Linked DNA regions of Mus musculus: region 2 is linked to region 1. The links are chromatin contacts, called in public promoter capture Hi-C maps. All regions are on one chromosome and are shown on one strand. Each heading gives the region's core, a stretch centred on a gene start, on an enhancer-like site or on the middle of the called end of the contact. The rest is flanking DNA. Distances are from core to core; before and after follow the strand shown. Region 1 has its middle 48 kb from the start of Gm39724. Region 2 holds the start of Hlx (H2.0-like homeobox).

Region 1 (4,630 bases), core at 1,282-3,781:
ATCATCTTAAATTTTAAAAATATTGGCTCTGTGATTTTTGTTTTATTAGATTCACATTCATTTGACTTTAAGTCACCCATGTGGTTTGGGGAGGTAATTGTCTCCATTTGATTGGCTTTGCCATAATTCTACTGGGGCTTTCATCTTTCTTCTGGGGGTTTCCCCTCCACATCGTTGGGCATATGAAAATACTACCTTAGATGTTTCATAGGTATTTTAAGATAGGTTTGTGGGGGAGGGCATTTCATTTAGCTGATTTCAGCTATCTAATTAATTCATCAGAAATGAGGCCGAATGAGAGGGAGGCCCCATAGACCCAGGCGCACTGAGAAACAGATTAGGTTAATTCCTAGCAGAGCCAGAACACACTCGGGTTAGGGGAACAGAAGCTTTTGTGTGTGTGTGTGTGTGTGTGTGTTATATGTACATGTGTGTGTTTGTGTGTTATATGTACATGTGTGTGTGTATGTGTGTTATATGTACGTGTGTGTGTATGTGTGTTATATGTACATGTGTGTGTTTGTGTGTGTTATATGTACATGTGTGTGTATGTGTGTTATATGTACGTGTGTGTGTATGTGTGTTATATGTACGTGTGTGTATGTGTGTTATATGTACATGTGTGTGTATGTGTGTTATATGTACATGTATGTGTTTGTGTGTGTTATATGTACATGTGTGTGTGTGTATGTGTGTTATATGTACCTGTGTGTGTATGTATGTTATATGTACGTGTGTGTGTGTTTGTTTGTGTGTGTGTGTTATATGTGTGTGGGAATACTTACATGGCCTCCTTGTAGAGGCTAGAGGACAGTGTGTCAGGTGTCTTCTTCTGATACCTCTCACTCTATTCCTTTTGAGACAGGCTCTTCCACTTAACTTGGCTGGGAGTCTGCGAGATTCACTGATTTTCTTATTTCTGCCCCTGATACTGCTGGGGTTGTAGGTATGTATGGCTGTGACCAACTCTTTACCTGAGTGCTGGGGATTTGAACTCATGTTCTCATGCTTGTACACCGATAGCTCTTACTCACTAGGCACCTTCCCTCCCTCACCAGTGATTTAATACAACTACGCATTTATCTTTCTCTTTGTTAGTAAGTGGTGATAGAAGATCTGACTTATATATTTAAACATAGATGGTCTAGTGTTTTACAAATAAGGACACCTCACTTGAGTTTTAAACTTTCCTTGAGGAATGGTGGGACAAGTGGATGCTCACAGTCAGCTATTGGATGGATCACAGGGCCCCCAATGGAGGAGCTAGAGAAAGTATCTAAGGAGCTAAAGAGATCTGCAACCCTGTAGGTGCAACAACATTATGAACTAACCAGTACCCCAGAGCTCTTGACTCTAGCTGCATATGTATCAAAAGATGGCCTAGTCGGCCATCACTGGAAAGAGAGGCCCATTGGACACACAAACTTTATATGCCCCAGTACAGGGGAATGCCAGGGCCAAAATATGGGAATGAGTGGGTAGGGAAGTGGGGGGGGGGGAGGGTATGGGGGACTTTTGGGATAGCATTGGAAATGTAATTGAGGAAAATACGTAATAAAAAAAAAAACCAAAAAAAAAAAAAAAAACCAAAAAAAACATCAACATGTCACAACCTAGAAGCACGTGGGAAGGGAGCCTGAAGGAGAAATTGCCTTGATCAGATTGGCCCGTGGGCATGTCTCTGGGGGGTTATCTTGATTGCTTTGGTTAGCAAAGTTTGGGAAGGAACACCCTAAGTGGAGGTGGCATCATTTATAGGCTGGACTGTACAAGTAAAGAAAGCTAGCTGAATAGAGCAAGCTGGCAGTGTGACTGTGTCTAGTTTTCCCTGGTCTTTGCCGTATATATGACATGACTGGCTATCTCAAGCTCCTGCCTCCCTAACTTCAATGATAAACAGTAACCTGAAGTTGTAAGACACAAATCTTCCCTATTTGTCAGGGTGCTTCATCCCAGTCACAGTGACAGTGAGACAGAGCTGTGTTTTAGGTCTCCTGAGTTTCCTATTTTTTCTTTTAGTGAACAAATAGTTTTTTTTTTTTTTTTTTTTGAGTGTTTGGTTTTGCCTCAATTTTCTTATTTTGAGGGAGGGAAAGGCGATGAAGGATGGGTAGTTGTACTATCACTCTATGAACACAAATGGAGGTTTATGCCCACACAGGAGAATGTTGGAGTCAGGGACCATTAAACTTTCTTCGGGCTCAGATGGGAATCCTGGAATATGTTTGAATATAAAACCGAAGCCAGTGAACTCCGAGGGGAGACATGATCCTGGGGTTGGGGCTGGAGACAGTTTGAACAGAGGGACAGTTTGAAGAGGCGAGTTTGCCTAAAATCTGTCATGAGAATTTAAGCCATGGATGATGGGAAATTGTGGAGAGAAGGATTGGTTGTTGTGTGAACTTATGCAATCAACGTGAGGGCGCGCACACTTCGTCTGGCTCCAGGCCAGCAGCTCTCTGAGGAGCACTGTCAGGATTAATCAGAGTTTGCATGGAAACTGCAAAACTGAGAAACCCCTGCGAGTGCCAAATGTTATCAGCTTGCATCACAGCTTAAGTATTTGGTGGTGTGGTGTGAGGAGGAGCCACTTGCAGGAAATCTTAACGTTTTTTCTAGCGCTCTCTCGCACCCAACTTCGTTTTGATTTCACTGGAGCTTGGTGACTCGGGATTCTTCCTGGCTGTCTTTCTACTTACCTCCTAAGCGTGACAATGCCTGTGCTACATTCCTGTGGTTTGTGTTCTTACTTGTAATTTCAAATTAAAGCTATTTTATACATGGGAAGAGTAAACAGAACTGCAGTGCAGGCCTCAGAAACGATCTTAACTGGGATTGACAGACAAAACTGTTTCCTTTAGAAGAGATCTGCTTTCCCACCTTACCCTCATGCAGTGTCCTGTAGAGAGTCTGGGGTTATAGAAACATCTGCACAAAAAGTGGTCCCATCCCAAAGTGCAGATTCCCTTCATGCCACCAACTTGCCATTGTTGTAACCCCCAAATTAATGATACTAGAGAGACTTGAGTGTGTGTACAGTTTGCCTCTGTGTTCCCTGCCACCACCACCACCATCCCACCCCTGCAGCAAGCCTACTCCTCCTTGGCCCCTCCCCTATTGTTAGAATGGCACTACCCATCAAACTCCCCCTAAATGAAGACATTTTGAGGGGACAGCTTGAGACATCCTCCCCGCCTTTTTGTCTCCAACACTCTTGATAAACAGCCGAACTCTTCAGGGTGCTTGTCCTTGAGACCTTAGAAAAATCACAAGCTCAAGGGAAATCAGAGGTCAGGTCAGAGACAGTTATGACTGGCTATGAAGTTAGTCCCTGAACAGACACCCATTAACCCCCTCCCACTTCTGTACCTTTCCACCAAATGATTACAGCCCTTTACTCCCCTTTTCTGTGAACATTCATAACTATACCGTATATAAACCCAGTGTTTTCTGAACTCAGGGTTGCTTGCCAGCATTCACTCAGTGAGTTCGAGGCAGGCAATCCGAGTTCCAATGTGGAACAATAAAAGACTCTTTTGGGAGTTGCAGTGGACTTTGCAATTCTTGGACTTGTCTGGGTTTCCCGTGGACTCCGGACACAATGCCATCGGTCCTGGTTTGAAAACCACTTTCTCCCAGCTGTAGTAGACACATGCAAAGCCAGGCCTAGGTGCTAGTGAGGCAAATGGAAGGTGGAAGATCTCTTTGTTCTAAGTGAAAGAGGATAGATGTATAATAGAAAGATAAAATGAAAATCAAGGCTCATCACAGAGTAATAGGGACTCCATTTTGGACTCCCAGGCGAAGGTCCGCTCTGTCACAGCAGCTTTGATAATGATGGATAATCTTTAGCACTGAAATGCTGTCAGTCATTGGCTATAGAGAAAAAGCTGTCTTCCTGCTGGTGTCTATTGTCCACTTCTGGAGAATGTATTAAGTGTCCTTTTTAAAAAATTTTTTTAAAATTTTAATTTTAATTTTTTTGCTTCTGTGTATATTCTATAGTCTTTCATTTGTTTATACTTTATGCTGGTGTGGTGGTTTGAATAGGTATGGCCCCCACAGACTCACGTGCTTGAATGCTTGGTTCATTTTTTTAATCGATTCTATGAATGCAAGCATTATTATTAATGTACCTTCTTCCATAGACATAAATCCCAACAGACCCCTGCCCCAACAAGGAAGTTGAAAAGTCAGAAATCCTGTGACATTGCATCTCTGCTTTGGTACCCAGAAGAGAGCTTGAGACTCTTCAAGGCTTCCAACGCTTCGGGGAGTCCAGGGTCATTCTGAGAGCACTCCTCGGAGTTCTTCTGCCTGGTGGTCCTTCTTGTTGTACAGTAGTGACGACAGCGTGTTATCCAACCCTTGTAGCCCTTCAAAAACTGCCTGTGCCTCATCTCTCTTTGACGCTGCTTGAAGAACCAGTAGCTGATGACTTCTTTGGGCAGTTTGAGTTCCTCAGCCAAGGCCTGCAGAATTGCCTCCTTAGGGAACCAGTCTATCTGGAAGTACTTTCTTAGCTTCTGGAACTGCTCATAGGTGAACATAGAGATTATTCTATTCACGCCAGACAGACTCTGAATTGTCTTCATCTCAGTTTCTTCCATCATCACGGCAGCTCATGTGA
Region 2 (4,071 bases), core at 851-3,350, 1.1 Mb after region 1:
GTGTGTGTGTGTGTGTGTGTGTGTGTGTGTGTGTGTGTGTGTGTGTCTCACGCTCCTGCTTGTGCACAAGTGTAACCCTCACCTTTGAATACTTCATTTTCAAACCACCCTCTCTGGGCGAAAAGAATAGGGACAGTGACCCAGACCCATATACACACTATCTTAGCTCCCCTAGCATGGTCTTCTCCAAATGTCCCACTAAAAAGAATATTCAGTTTCTCTCATAGGACTTAGGAGGCTCCTACCCCAACTTTCCACACTACCGCTGGCCTTTGCGGCACTGGCTGAATTTTTCTACCTGGAAATGTGTCTTGGAATTGATGCTGAACAGAATTTCTTGGGTTGGAGCTTAAGGGGCTGAGGATGGCAGACGCCTCGCTAATGGGATCTAGAGATGCGAAGAACTGTCCCGCTGAAGGCTGCAGGCCAGCTAGATGCACCCCTGCAGGCCGCCCACCGGTTAGCAGCGATGTGAGATCTGGGTAGGGGGAAAGAAGAGTCGGTCACAAACTCATACTGTGGGCAGATTTGTTCCTCCTTTCCCTTCTCCCCCTTTGAACCTACTAAACTCAAAATGGACCCTTTCTCCAACAGCTACGGAAGAGTGGGGCCTGAATTGCCCCAGAGTGTGTGTCAGGCATGGCCGGTACACCCCATAATAAGGAAAGGCTTGTCATAAAATGTTGCTAAAGTGGTCATTTCGGACGCCTTCCAGAAATTCTACAAACCCCTAATTTACACCCTTCAGCCCCCCCCCCCCCCCGCCTTCCTTCAGGAGCTTAGACTGGCCGGTTTGCTTCCCCGCAATTCTTAAGAAATACTGGAAATCAAATAAATGCAAAGTGTCCCCACGCTGAGATTTCCTTGTCAGAAAGATCTAGGTCGTTCTGCAGATATTTCATTCAAAAGATGGATAATACACACTTTTGCAAAACTTTGCAGCAACCAGAGTATGGTCATCCGTTTCTATGCTGTTTAAGCAACACGAAGATATGTTTTTAAACATGGGATAGCTGACTTTTACATGTCACTAAGTTTTCCTTCATTTCGTTTTCTTCGCCCTCATTCTACCGTTCTGTCCTTAAAAATAAACGCACCCCAAATCCTCCTGACATCAGGCCCCTCATGGGTGGTGGTGAGGCCTGAGGCCTTCCAGCGATACGTACCTCTCAGAGTGTTGCCTTCCTTAACTTTTGGGTCAAATTCCGCAGACAAAATTCGATCGATACCAAATTTGAGGTCTTTGCTGGAGGGGGCAGGGGCGGAGCCGCTATGGTGGGGGACCACCCGCGTCCCCGAAGTCGGTGGCTGCAGGGAGACCGCCCGGGGTGGAGGCGGGGGCTGCTGCTGCGGTTGCTGTTGCTGCGTTGGTGATTGCTGCGGGAGATGCTGGTGGAAGGCGGCAGAGAGCGGAGACAGCCGCTGAGGGAAGCCAGCCGGGACTTCTGAGGGCGCCACCACCGGGGTGGGACGGAGCGGGGATCTGGCGGCAGCTTGGAAGGAGGCGTGCGGGTGCACGGAGCCCAAGTGTGCGGTGAGGGCTGCCGAGGCCCCCACCAGTCCCTCTGCAGCGGGCCCCGGCTCCCCGACGCCGGCGTGCAGGATGTCCGCGATGCAGAAAGAGGGTTTCTTGACAGCGGCTGGGTCCAGGGCGAAGGAGCAGCCGCCCGGGCCCGCCGAGGAGCAGTAGGCGGCTGACCAGAGACTAAAGTTGGAAGCATAGAAGGGAGCCAGGCCGGCTGCGAACATCCTGGCAGGATCCCGGCGGGGTCCTGGGTGAGTGGGGAAGTGGGTGGGCGCTCGGGCAGAGGCGGTGTCCCAGCCGAGCCCGAGCTGCTTTCGGTTCTTCGCCCGCCCTGAAGCGGAGGGCCAACCGGGGAGCCCTAGCGCCACCGAGGGACGAGGCGAGGGCCCGATCGCCGCCCGCCACGGCCTGGGCCCCTGGCTTGGCTTGAAAGGCGGCGCGGCGGGCGCGCTCCCCGCCGGGTGGATGGAGGCGATCGCCAGGCGCTGGGGCGACAAGGCGAGCGCGGCCTCGCTCTGCTACTCCGCAGAAGCCGGGGAGACAGGGACCCGACACCGAAAGAAAAACCCAAACAGCTAAGCCCTAAGAGCTAAATTTAAAACAACAATAATGATCCGTTAGTTTAAAAAAAAAAAAAAAAAAAAAAAAGGAAAAAAATTAAAAAAAAAAAAAAAACTCCTCTCTAAAAACTCCCAAAGTTTTGGCAGGAGCTTTCGAGTCAGACCCCGGGTAGGACCTTGATCCGTGCGCTCATTGGACGTCTTCGTGACCAATGGGACTCCGGAGTGGAGGGGAATTGGGAAAGAGGGGGGCGTGGCCGAGCTCGGCCACGCCCTGGCCACGCCAAAGTGTTTTCTGCGGCAGCGTGGGCTAAGCTGAGTACTGAGCGTCTCTGGGAGCCGCTTGGGGGTCGAGACTCCTCGGGCCTCTGGCTCTCCTCTGTCCCCTGCAGCTCGGGGACCCGCCAGCGGCAGAGCCTCGGAGCCGGTCTCCGGAATTTTCCTGGAGCTGCGGAGGAGGGGGATCACTGAGGCTCCCGTACTCTGCTGTAGTACACCCCCAACCTCCACCCCAGCAGACCACGCTGGCGGTCCGCAGGCTGTCCCTTCCGTATTCCGCTCTCATGCGACTTTCCTTCTCTCTGCTTTTACCCAGGTGCTTTTATCACAAGTCCTAGGTAAAGGCCCCATCCTCTCAGCGCCCCTACAGCCCAGAATCCCGACCCAAGTCTACTGTAATCCGCTGGTTTCTCAGCTCACCAGAGCTGCTCCAAGAAGCCAGGAGGAGGGCAGACCACAAATTAGTTTTATTCGGAGCTGTCATTCCAGTGACAACTTGAAAGAGTGACTTTTCAAACAAAAATAAGATAGATGGCTCCAAACGTCTCCCTTAGAAACAGCCAAACTTTTACCCTGAGCCTCGGAACCAACAAGGAGTGCAGCCCCAGAAGAGCGGCACGCGTGTCCCCTCTCTGCACCTTGTAGGAAGTGCTACCCTCCGCGGCCACCACATCCCCTGGTCACGTGAGGTCCTATGTTTTGCAAGTGCCAGGGAGCGGTTGCCTTTGAGATTAAATACCTACTTTTAATTCGGCTGCAGTTTTTCCAGGATCCGCTTTGGCCTGTTGGAGGGAGGCACTGTCCGAGCCTCCACAGCCAGCGCCTTCCATTCTTGCTAGGGTCTTTAGAACTCAGCCTAGGTGCACTGGGAATTTTCTGTCGCATCAACATCTCTATTTTAAGAATTCGTTCTCTTTTAAATTATAGTCAGAGTGGATTTCCCCGCCCCTCTCCCAAACAGACCACAGGCCACCTAGATGAACGGTTGTTGCACATTTCAGGAAGAAAATAAAATAATGACAATAACGAAACCACCAAATCTTTTGTTTTCGATTGTCCAAGTAAGTGTCTCCGGAATGATATTCCAAGGCAGGCTTATTTCCCCTCAGCAATAAGATACCAAAAACTGGAAGCCGTGAGGGAACTGCCAGGCTACTATCAGCTCAGGATTGGCGTGAGCTCTTGGATTAATGTCTAACAGCTTCGTGTCCTTGGTCGCCGGTATTGTCATCATTAGCGGACGCCTTTTTCCTCGAAAGCAATCGATGGCTAATCAATCACAGGCTATGATGTCCCAGTATCAGGGACAGGGGTACTAACTATATCAAGGAATGGAGGGGTATAGACAGTTGAGGGCAATGGTGCCTGGGACGAGAGGGGCCGGAAATCCTGTCTAGCAGGGAGCAGAGGGTGGACTTGTGACAAGTACAGAGGCCACCGGAGGTGAGTTTTGGGCTAAAGTTCTGGTGATGCGGTGAGAGACCTGTTCATTAACTTCACTGGGTATTAGAGAAAGCAAGTCACTACTAGCCTAGGGAGAGAGTATCTAGGCTGCCTGTCTCTGTTGCCGGTCTTTTCTAACAGCCTTGTAATTCAGTTGCGATTCCAGTTTAACCTCAAGACGTCCAGACAGCGAAGCGGTCTATAGCCAAGTCCCAGCTCAAAATGACGCTTCGCCCAGAGGCCTGCATCTTCTCCTCCTCCCCT

What was found. Promoter capture Hi-C pulls out the DNA fragments that hold promoters and counts their contacts.
Region 2: a contact with region 1 is called in a promoter capture Hi-C map of liver, with 3 times the contacts expected there. The contact joins the promoter of Hlx here to the enhancer-like site in region 1. A contact is called at or near these places in 7 of 39 promoter capture datasets (the 3T3-L1 cell line, cranial neural crest, liver and 3 more) and 3 of 115 datasets of contacts at active chromatin or transcription factors (astrocytes, neural tube and stem cell-derived neural progenitor cells).

What each region holds. Positions count from the first base shown.
Region 1 is chr1:183,677,585-183,682,214 of GRCm38.p6, forward strand. No RefSeq gene overlaps it. Among named protein-coding and RNA genes, the nearest start is that of Gm39724, 48 kb to the left of the region's middle. Within about 2 kb of position 2,532, at least 51 of the 459 cell types and tissues checked have an H3K27ac peak or open chromatin away from gene starts, as enhancers often do.
Region 2 is chr1:184,730,393-184,734,463 of GRCm38.p6, forward strand. Hlx (H2.0-like homeobox) reads right to left here and starts at 2,101. Exons shown (of 4, transcript NM_008250.2): 1 at 1,167-2,101; 2 at 299-478. The coding sequence starts at 1,749.